Regions from separate parts of the Mus musculus genome. Here region 2 is linked to region 1. Evidence: chromatin contacts called from public Hi-C data. All regions are on one chromosome and are shown on one strand. The core of a region is the stretch at or near the end of the contact, and the rest is flanking DNA. Distances in the headings are between cores, read along the strand shown.

Region 1 (5,834 bases), core at 1,438-3,937:
AGGAGAATTGGTCGGGTCTCAGTGAGAACAGTAAATTATTAAAATTCCTCTAAACTCAACAAGTTAGGAAAGAACAGATGTTCCTGTCAAGTGAGAAGAGCTGTTCTGCATATGGAGGCACCGGCTTAAGTGATCTGTAATATCGTCTTCATACTTAATGTTAAAAACACAATTGGTGATTCAGATCTGTAACCCCAGCTTGGAGAGGCTGAGATAGGAGCACCACAAGTTCAGAGCTTTCCTGGGCTACTCTGAGTTCAAGACTCCTTAGTACAGTCTTGTCTCAACATAAAAATAAGTTGGGGAAGGGAGGGTTGGGGGGTTGCAGCTGAGATGTAGCTTGGTGGTAGAGCCCTAGGTTCAATCCCAGTTTAAAAAAACAAAACAAAACAAAACAAAACAAAATCAAACTCTTGTCAAATATCCAGTACAGTAAATATGAATACATAAACATTTTATCCTCTTTTAAGGACAATTTTGCCTTTAAGGTTAAAGAATTTTTCCCAAAATGTAAATAGTAAACAATTTAAACTAATGCTATTTATCTGCAGATCAGCAAGAATTATCAGGTTTCTCCAACACTCATTCTTTTGTAAATAAACAAGTAAATACTCTCTCATCCCCAGAATCATTTAATCAAGAGAAGACATGTAATACAGCCAAAAATCAGTAAGCTACACTAGATATAGGAATCTTTAAAAATGAAGGATTTGATTTTTGGCCCTCGTTTGAGTGATCTCACATGTTAAATAAACAGGATGTCAGTACTCAGGAGCCTTAACGTTTCTGGTCAGGTGTTTCTGGGGTTGTGTCTTTGCTGAGTTGTGAGGTGAAGTATTGTGGTCATCCACGACTTAAAAACCCTGCAGATAGAGGGTCATGGCGTCATGTTGTTGCTCAATGCTGGCACTGGCTCTGAAGTCTCGAAACGCCGAGAGATCTTGGAAGCTACACACCATCACTCTGACCAGACCCTGGTGATCCTGTAGATCAGCTTTGACTTGTGTGGAAGAGGACTGCATATGAGCTGGAGACTACCTTCAATGACTTACAAAAGTGCCTTTAAAATATTACCCAAGTGGCTTCCAGGGTTGTCGTTTCTTTCAATTAACAAAGCCTTTTCTTATTTTCCTTTCAGCTCAGTACTAAATCCCAGTGTTTGCTGAGGAAATATTGATTAATTTGAGTGGGGCAGGCTCAAAACCACGAACACTGAATGGCCCTAGATCTGGGTGGGAACTGTTTAAACTTATTTTACAGCACAAGAGATAAGATGACTCTTTAAAAGACAGCAGAGGAAGAAAGAGGAGGGCTTTCAAGAGAAGATGTAAGCCATCATTGGTGACCTTTGACTCTTCCAACATAATCAGCAGACCTGCCTTTCTGAGTTCTAGAGTGTGTTTATGGAAACTTCAGTAAACATGCTTTCAATGCCATTCGCTGACGTTTAAACATACGCTTGCAGCTTTAATGAAGTTTAAAGTTGTGTATAACTTCCTGAAAAGTTTTACAAATTAGTTTGGATATAGGAGATGGGACTTGAAATCAAAATCATGCTATAAAAGTTGGGCAGCCTTAAATTTTTCATCCAACACATAAAACATGTCAAACACGTTTAAAACCACTTGAGAAGGAAGTCTGAATATACTGTCCGTGTAATCTCGAGGGCCTTTCAGAGTCTCTCAGATGTGCTCTGCGTTCTTTTCTCATTGAGTAGAGTCACTGGTGGTTGCTGTATTCATTGTTCTAAAATCAGTAAATGATGCAAAGAAAACCCACTATCTTTTCAACTTAAAAATAGTATTTCCTTTTAGATTTTTGTCAACCAAATCACTTTCAGTTTTCTTTTTCTTTCTTCCCCCACCCCGCTTTGAGACAGAGTCTTGTCTCTCGTGTAGCTCAGCAGACCTCAGACTTGTAACCCTCCTAACCTACACCTCAGGGGCTGGGATTCTACTCACCGTCCCTGGCTCTCATAGGGAAACGTGTGTATGAAAACCAGTGGGACTAAACAAGAGGTGTATGTGTCTTTTAAGACATTGCTGTGTAGCCCACACTAATCTTAAACTTGTAATCCTCCTGCCTCGGCCTCCTGAATACTGAGATTTAGAGGCATGAACTATTATGTTTGGGTTTCAGCAAAAACTTTATGCCTATGTTGTTATGTGGCCTTCAGTTTTACTCACAGTATGCTGAAGGGAGGGTGTTTGCCTCTCAGTGAGATCATTGGAGCAGGTCAGGATTTTTTTTTTTAAACTTAAGTGTGATAAAAAGTACATGACTTGTATTGATCTGTTTTCTTTTATAATAACAGAATATCAGAGGCTTGGTACTAAGTTTAAAAAAAAAACGAAGTTTACTTAGCTAACAGTTTTGAGATTGGCAGCTGAGATCAGATGGCCTGCTGATTTGACTCTGGTGAGCATGTCTCTGGCTGTGTCAAGGTGTGACTAGTTGCCTTAATGGCGGGAATTGTGTAAAAGAGAGAGCTCGTGTGACGACAGGAATTTGGAAAGCATGGAAGGGCCAAGAATGCTGCTTTATAACACTTTCCCAAGAGAACTCATCAAGGTTTCATGATTTTGTTTTGTTTTGTTTTTAATTTGGAGTGCTGGGATGGAACATTACAATTCAGGCCTCAGGCTGCAGTCCACTGACCTCTGAAGAATGTGTGTCTCATAACCATCCCCGTGGTCAATTATAAAACATCTCCATCTTGTCAGAGAATGTCCTTGTGCCTCTGTGATGCAGTCCCCACCCTGTCCCCAGACAACAATAGGATCCTTCTTGATCACAGGAGGATAGTTTTGTAAGTTTTAGAATCCCAAGTGAATGGACTCAATGGTATATATCCTTTTGTGTCTGGCTTCTGCTCTGTTCGGGGATAATTTGTGGCATGTCTGAGTTGTTTGTTCATCTTTTTAAAAAGATCCCTGCATAGTACACTCTGTACAAACAGGCTGTCATTTATTGCCTTATGTACTAACAGACATTCTGCTCATCTTTATTTTGGAATTACAGATAAAGGGTTCTTAATTTGTGAGTGTCTTTCATAAATGCAAGCTTTAATTGCTTCAGTGAATACTTGGAAGTATGTTGCTGGGTCTATGGTGAATTATAGTCAATTTACCAGCAAGTGATGAGCTGTTGGCAGTGGTCACTCTGTTGCTGACTAATGCTGTGCGCCCTGTTGCCATTCTTTTATCTTTTTTTAATTCTAGTGTGTGCAAAGCAACATCTCATTGAGTTTTAACATGTGTTTTATTATTGACTGATAACATTGAAACAACCTTTTTCTGTATGTAAGACCTTTTAGGCTTTTTGGTGTGAAGTTCCAAAGCTTTGGCTGGCTTGGGTTATCATATTTGAAATCATCCCTAGATATCACTCATGATGCCTTCTTTTATCCAGTGTACCTTCAGTTTCTTCATGGCATTTGTTGAAGAGCACCAGGCTTCAAATTTGTTGAAGTCTGATTTATTAGTGCGTATGGTTATGGGGCCTTAATGTCGTGAAATTCATTTTTCATCAAGAGTTACAGTAAACTGAAAGTGTGTGTGTGTGTGGTGAAAGTGTGTGTGGGGGTAATGTGTGTTGGGGGATAAGTAGTCAGAAAATAGTTCCTATTAATGCCTTGTGTCTGACTTTATTGGAATGAAGTCTTTTTACTTATTTTGAAATGTTAATATTATTAAAGAGAACTCCTCTCTTCCTTTTTTTCTGTTCAGTTCTTTCTGTTTTTTTCTTTTCCAGTTTACCTTCTACTCTTCCAGGAACACTCTCCTCTGTTTACATTGTTAGTCCATGTGGTGCGGCATTTGCCTCAGTTTTGGTTTGATGGAGAAGCCTTTGCTATTCCCTCAAACTTCGTCAGCCTTGACCCCCTTGATACTTGTCGGCTTTGAGAACATGTGCTTTATTTTAAAGCTTTTTCCTTTAGTTTAATGTCCGTGGATTTTTTTATTGTATACATGTTGGTGCGCCATGTGTGAGCAGTGCCCCTGGAGGTCAAAAGAGAGTGTTAGATCCTCTCGGGCTGAACGTACAGTTGATTGTGAGCCACCATGTAAGTATTGAATTTCTGTTGAAAATTCTGCTTATAACACCTATATCAGTAGGAAAAAAACTAGAAAATACTCCAGTCAGTCAGATACAGTTGTTAATAGAGAATTTCCTAAGTCAAAGAGCAATAGTGAAATTTAATAGAAATATGCTAATCTGTAATACATTTATATCCAAAGTCATTATTTTTCAGATTTAAAAGGCACATTCAAAATTTGCATTTTAAACGTTGTTTTGTTTAACAACAATGCCTGATGCTGTGTGTCTGGGTGGAAACAGGAAGTGGCAGGGTCGGTTAAGTATAACTCAGTATTATGACATCAGAAGCTTAGAGTGGACAGTGGGCTTGTTTGACTTCTTTTTTTGTTTGTTTGTTTTTGTTTTTTGTTTTGTTTTTCAAGGCAGGGTTTCTCTGTATAGCCCTGGCTGTCCTGGAACTCACTTTGTAGACCAGGCTGGCCTTGAACTCAGAAATCCTCCTGCTTCTGCCTCCTGAGTACTGAGATTAAAGGCATGTGCCACCTTGTTTGACTTCTTAATTCTACTATCAGAAAATATATCTTAGAGATGACATATGTATATTTATATGCAAATATAATTTATTGCATAATAGTTATCCCATACTTAATATACTCATATATATACATTTGTGTATATATGTGTGTGTGTGTGTGTATATATATATAAAACCAAACAAGCAATTAGAACTGGCTTTTTCAATTCAAAAGGTAGTGATCCTGAGCCACGTTGTAAGGAGGTTGCCAAAGGGACTCCTGAGGAGGAAGGAGCTGAAATGAGAAACTCAAGGACTGTTCTTATGTCCAGTATTGCATTCTGGATGTATTGAAATGTCTCAGAAGAGAACAACCTGCTTTTTAGTTTATTTTATAAATAAGTGCTATTGTTTTTATTATTGTTGTTATTGCTTTTGAGTTAGGGTCTCAGCTATATAGCCAGCTGATCTGGAACTTGCTCTATAGACCAGGCTTACCTCAAACCTCGAGTGATCCTCTGGCCTCAGCCTCTCAAGTGCTGGGATTACAGGGGTACACCACCATGCCTGGCATTATAGGGTATACCACCATGCCTGGCATTATAGGGCTATACCACCATGCCTGGCATTATAGGGCTATACCACCATGCCTGGCATTATAGGGCTATACCACCATGCCTGGCATTATAGGGTATACCACCAGGCCTGACATTTCCTTTTACTCCTATCATTTTCTACCTCAAAATAAAATTTGCTTAGGGCTTCTCAGAAATCAAGGAATAATTAAAAGAAAGGTCTCCTTTCTGCCCCAAGGGACTTAAGCATTGGTTCTCAACCTTCCTCATGCAGCGACCCTTAGATACAGTTCTCATGTTATGGAGACCCTAACCATAAAAGTCTTTCATTGCTACTTCATAACTGTAACTTTGCTACTGTTATGAATTGTAACATAAATACCTGATATGGAGAGTATCTGATATGTGGCCCCTGTGAAAGAATTGTTTGACAATTCCTAAAGGTGTCATGCATGACCCGCAGGTTGAGAACCACTAGCTAAAATACCCTGAGAAACTGCAAGACATTCTGCTTCAGTGTCTGCCAGTGACAGTTCAGCTTACACCCGCCTAAGTGCCTTGGAGTTGAAACTCTCAGGTGTGATGCTTCGGTTTTCTAAGTTTGAGCCATGAGTCTGTCTTTTAGTTAGCTATGGTCAAAGTGTGGGGCCATATCATAGCAATAGGGTGCAAACGAGGGTAGGGGTTGGCTTTTTTCTGAGTGT
Region 2 (5,834 bases), core at 1,296-3,795, 550 kb after region 1:
TCTCCTTCTCCTTCTCCTTCTCCTTCTTCTCCTCCTCCTCCTACTACTTCTACTTCTTCCTTCTCCTTCTTCTCCTCCTACTACTACTACTTCTACTTCTTCCTTCTCCTTCTCCTTCTCCTTCTTCTCCTACTACTACTACTACTTCTACTTCTTCCTTCTCCTTCTCCTTCTTCTCCTCCTCCTACTACTACTTCTACTTCTTCCTTCTCCTTCTCCTTCGCCTTCTCCTTCTTCTCCTACTACTACTACTACTTCTACTTCTTCCTTCTCCTTCTCCTTCTCCTTCTTCTCCTACTACTACTACTACTTCTACTTCTTCCTTCTCCTTCTCCTTCGCCTTCTCCTTCTTCTCCTACTACTACTTCTACTTCTTCCTTCTCCTTCTCCTTCTCCTTCTCCTTCTCCTTCTCCTTCTCCTTCTCCTTCTCTTTCTTCTACCTGAGCCAAAGCTTATCTATCCTATGTCCCACCCTGGAGAGAGTCAACTTGTTATCTTCCCAAAGGACAACTGCCTTCTCCCATGGTCCTAGGCTCTAATGAACTCCTAAGACCTGGCCCTGGTCTTTCTGAGAAGTACCAGACACCATGACAGAAGAGAGAGGGTCTGGCCAAGTCAACTGGTAGCTCCCTGGGCTACTGAGAATAGACACATCCCCACTCTCCTGGTGCTTCTGCGGCCCTTTTCGGATGTACCTAAACTAAAACTCTAGGCCCAGGAAGTCAGGCCACACCAGTGAGTGCCCCCAGGACTATTATGGGATATGGCATGGGGCTTCATCTGGGTGACAAAGGCCTCCTTTTGTGAATATGGCCAGTTGATGAATTCCAGAAAAGTCAAGGGTCCACAATATCAAGGATGAGAAAGCTTGCATGAAAAAGCTTGGTTTCCTCCTTGGATCTCATCTCTAGGGCACAGGTATCAGCATTTAGCATCATAGCACAGCCTCTCTACAAGGAGGAGGGGAAGAGCTCAGCTCTGTTTACAGAAGCGAATCTCCCGGTTCAGGGATCTACCTGGAGATTCTACTCAAGCTTTGTCCCTCCTTCCAGTGCACCTCATCAAACCATCGCCACCACTACCGCCACCTCTGCCACACACTCTGCACTTACTTGACAAAGGAACTGGCTTTGTTCTTTGATATTTCTTCTTTACCATGTCACTGTGAAATAAACACCATTATCCCCACACCCCTGATGGAGAATCTAAGACCCAGAGAAGTCACTAGCTTGGATAAAACTGTATAAAGCTTTAGAAAAAGAGTGTGTGCAGTGCCCAGGCAGCCACTTCCTGCACTGCACAACTGCTCTGGAGAAAGGCAAGAGACAGAAAAGGTGTGAGAATCTCCCCTGCAAAACAGGTCACCAAACCCAGAAGAGTGCGGAACAGTAGGGGACAGAGTAGGCAGGAAACCCCCCACAGAACCATCTGGGGACACACAGGGGATCTACTTTCCTCCGGGCCAGCCAGTTCTAGTGGAAAAACAACCTTCCAGCCTGGGGAGCCTGGCTGGGCCACCTTCTGGTCTGTCTTCCTTCAGATCTAGTTCTCTCCCCTCTGGGGCCAGGGCTTGGGGGAAGGCTCTGTGAGGCTCAAGTCTTCATCTGGCTCCCTTGAAGCCAAGCAAAGAAAAATAGCCCTTTGCCAAGATCTTTCATCCCGGCCATTTACTCTCACAGATGTTTTCTGCAATATAAACAAGAAACAAGGAATGTTGGGGAGGAAAGGAGTGTGGGAGGGGGCAGAGAAGAAGGAGTGAACTGAGAGCTTTGAAATCTGCCCTTGCAGAGAGCAGGAAGCAGAACCCCAGCAGGGTCCCTCCTGCCCTGTTGAGTGTGGGCAGTCTCAGGATCACTGTAACAGGACAAGCAGACCATTACTGCTCTGATAGGAGGTTCTGGAGAAGGCCAGCCATCACAGGCCACCCCCTCCCCCATGCCTGGGAACTACTGCGGTCTCTGAGATAAAGCGAAGTCAAGGAAATACAGCCAGGCTGAAGCCTGACCCCACCCCAGCCCCCCACTTAGCACTCCTAAAGCTGGCATGGTTCAGGGGGACCTCGAAGAACTGTGAACATGGGCAAAGGGGCGTGGCCCACACAGTGGGCATTACTAGGCTTTGGTTGTACCACAGGAAAGGGACTGTTGGGCTGGAGGAAGCTGGAAGAACACAAGCTATAGTGAGTCAGGAAATAAACCCAGGAAGCCAAATGTCTCCAAATTCAATGTTTCCCGATTTTCCTGTTGAAGTCACAAGCTTTGAAACTAACAAACCTTGGGCTGAATACTCAGATGCCTATGGGAACCAGCAGAAGCCCAAAACACAACATATAGGGGACCTAGAGATAAGCCATGACTCAGTTTCTGTTGGATTCTTTAAAGAGAGCCCAGAGATCCGTAGTTTCCCGTAAAAATCTCCTGCTTTATTTTAACAATATTTGCAATCACTAAGACAAAGACACGCCGTCGGCCACATGAGTGGAGCCCGTGGGCAGCTCTAGTTTGTAAATCACAAACAGTTGCCCAATGTTGTCGTCAGTCAGCTGAATAAATGCTAACATGTTTACTCTTCCTGCTTCTGACTTCACAAAGGGATTAGTGACAAGGTTGAAAGCCTAAACAGCAAGCTTTTATTGGGCGTCTGTCTAGTCTTTCTTTAAAATGGAGATAAAAATTCAGGTGGGTCCAGAACAGAACCTTTGTCCCAGACCTCTAGCATGTGTTTATGTCTCTGGTTGGAAGGCAGGAACCTACCGTGATGGGATTGACTGTGTGGCACAGAATGTCCAGGGGAAAGAGACACCAGGTTTCTCTGAAGAGGCCTTGTGGGGCTGAAACCATGGGGAAGGGAAAGGAATGGCCACTCCTTGCAGTGGTTTCTGAAGCTGGCAGGCTATTCATTGAACTTAGGACAAGGAGCCCAAGAGACCATCCTTTAGAGCATCCAAGGGGATGTTAGTGTGGGGGGGGGGGGTTGCACAAGCATTGTCGGAGGCTACTGAAGCAGTGCATCCATTCAGGAACTGCCCCCAAATGCCAACTTTTTCCAGCAACTTTAAAGGAAAGAAGTGCACATATTTCACATAAAGGCCTGAGTGAGTATCTGATACCCAAGATTTCACAGACATGGCTATCACTTTGAGCTCTGTGAATGCATGGAAAGAGTGGCGATTATGACTTGGCCCCAGGATTCCCAGATATCCATTCATACATTCCTTACAACATGCTGCATGGTAGTCATCATTATTCCCACAGCACAGCACAGGAAACAGACTAGTACAAAGGCTCTCTGGGACAGAAGCCCTTCAGCCACTCCTGGGAGTTGATGATGCTTGATGCAAATTACCTGTCTGGGGTTTCAGGAAAAAAGGTGTGCCACACCCAGGTCTGCCTGAACACCCAGGATCTTCCTCTATGCTGGGGAAATCTGCATTTTCAAAGATTCCCCCCAAAGTCTCTTGAAGAGAAATGCCCGTCTTGGAGTGCCAGAGATCCAAGCACTAAAGACTAGTTACTGGATGTGGTCCACCACCGCCCCCTCACCAAAGCTGATGAGCAGTAGTGTGAAGGAGATACAGAAAGCAAGCATCAGCCGTGCATTGGATATGTCGAGTCCACAGGGATTCTTTAGGCTCATGGACCTCCTGTTCATGTGATGATACTGTTTCCTCTCTAACAGTTTATGTCTCCAATACCTCTAACACAGCCAGAGTCATGTCACCACATGCTGTTCTACTAGCCACAGAATATGATCCAGTCACCCTGCCTTTAACTGACACCCACTGGTGCTTTCTTTATGGCCCTCATAGGCAAAGCCCTCCTGTATCAACACTTTTCAGATACCCAAAGACCTCACTCTTACCCTTCATATTCATCACATTTGCTCTCTTCATATGTTCTCCATGTGACCTTCTCTTACCTCGTCCATACCTCATCCCAAGTGCCATCCCATTTCTATTTTGCTTCTCCATTAAAAAATGAGGCAGAGGCTAGAGAGATGGCTCAGGAAAGGGCTTACCTCACAAGCACAAGGACCTAAGTTCAGATCTGCAATAGCCACATAAAAAGCTGGATGTGGTGATCTGTGTGTAACCCTAGCAAGGTAAAGAAGAAACTTAGATCCCTGGAGCTTGCTGAGCAATCAGCTTAATCCAATCATAGAGCTCTGGGTTTGGAGATAAACCCTGTCTCAGCAAATAGGATGGAATTGAGGAAAGGATATCAGCATCAATATCCTGCCTCCACATGAGTGCACATGAACACACACACACAAACACACACACACAAACACACACACACACACAAACACACACACACACACAAACACACACGCACACAAACACTCTAGATAGGACAGACCAATAAAGAATCCAGTAAACACACAGACTCACACATACACACACACACACACATACACACATACACACACACATACACACATACACACACTAGATAGGACAGACCAATAAAGAATCTATTAAACACACACACAAAACACAAACAAAAAACTCATGAACACACATACACAAATACTCTAGACAGGACAAACCAATAAAGAATCCAGTAAACACACAAACACACAAAACACACAAAAAACACATGAACACACACAAAACACAATAAGAAAATCATACCTTCCTTATCCAGCAGTTCCTCAGTTAATGTCGTCTAAGACTTCTCTTCTATGAATGTCACCTAAGAGCACACCAGTTTTTGTGATAGTCATACACATTGACTCACATCAAGATTGCTCTCTAAGAGCCAGCACACCCCCATACCTGAACATGGAGATTTCATTTGTTTCAGCCTCAGTGTTCCAGATGTACACTTCATCCCTTGGATTCATTGTGACTCCTTTGGCCATTCTTAGCCCACATTATGAGACCTCTGAGGATCCCAGCTCTGTTACACAACGTTTCAGCTACTGTGAGCAACAAGTAAGCAAGCCTAGCCCCTGACTAGTCTTCCCCAGCTTGGGTGAAAGGTCACAGAGAAAGGCTATGAGAGGGCTCAGGGATACTACTGGATCCCTGTCTAGGCTGACACGGCATGTATCAACAGCCTTGAGGCCAGTCTTGTAGCACCTCCCCAGCCACTCTGCTTATGTGATCTTCCAGATGGCTCTGTCCTCGTCTAATGACTTCTGTGATGCCTTGGGGGCTCCAGCTGAAGGGTTCGAGCCAGAATCTGATAAAGGGCAACTGGCAGGTTATTTATTTCTTTTCTTGGTGTATATATACTGACTCCTAACAATTAGCATTCTCTCTTATAGTCTTTAGAAACCATCCCTTTGCCTCTTAAAGAATTCCCATGAACCCCCCAAAGTAAGAACATTCACCCAGTAGGTTTGTTCATCTGTTATTTGAACACATTCATTTACCCTTAGTTCCTTTCTCCATCAACCCACCATGACGCCAGGAGACTGGTATCGTGGACAGGGCTTCAGTTGTGTTCATCCAGTAGGAGACGCCAACAAGAGACACAGCATGAACCAACGTCAGAAGCTTCATTCCCTTGTTTCCACTCTACTGGGCTATTTGCTGCTTGCCTGTGTGCCTTGGCTGTTCCCTCCACCTAATGCCACTGTCTCTAGAGTGGCACTCTCCTGCAGACCCTTTCTCTCAATACTGTCTGCCTTGCCCCAGGGCTCCCCACCCTTGCCAGCCCTGGGAGACCTCATCTTGCCTTGTTGGTATCTCTTACCTTGTGAGTAACTTATGAGTAAGCCCATAACTTGTGAGTAGCCCTATTTCTAAGTAATTTTCCACCTCCCTGTTGGAGTGTGCCATCTCTCTCCTGCTGGGACGAAGACTAATTTGCTTATATCAGGAGCC

Evidence for each region. Hi-C and Micro-C count contacts between places; a contact is called where the count stands out from the background.
Region 2: a Hi-C map of uterus shows a contact between it and region 1, with 6 times the contacts expected there. The contact joins two enhancer-like sites. A contact is called at or near these places in 1 of 15 datasets of contacts at CTCF or cohesin (pro-B cells), 2 of 484 Hi-C or Micro-C datasets (B cells and uterus) and 1 of 115 datasets of contacts at active chromatin or transcription factors (large pre-B cells).

Annotation. Positions count from the first base shown.
Region 1 is chr12:79,440,499-79,446,332 of GRCm38.p6, forward strand. All of the region lies in intron 7 of Rad51b (RAD51 paralog B), which reads left to right. Among named protein-coding and RNA genes, the nearest start is that of Rad51b, 150 kb to the left of the region's middle. Within about 2 kb of position 2,688, at least 46 of the 459 cell types and tissues checked have an H3K27ac peak or open chromatin away from gene starts, as enhancers often do. A contact at or near this core is called in uterus, where this site is marked.
Region 2 is chr12:79,992,351-79,998,184 of GRCm38.p6, forward strand. No RefSeq gene overlaps it. Among named protein-coding and RNA genes, the nearest start is that of Gm36834, 24 kb to the right of the region's middle. Within about 2 kb of position 2,546, at least 61 of the 459 cell types and tissues checked have an H3K27ac peak or open chromatin away from gene starts, as enhancers often do. A contact at or near this core is called in uterus, where this site is marked.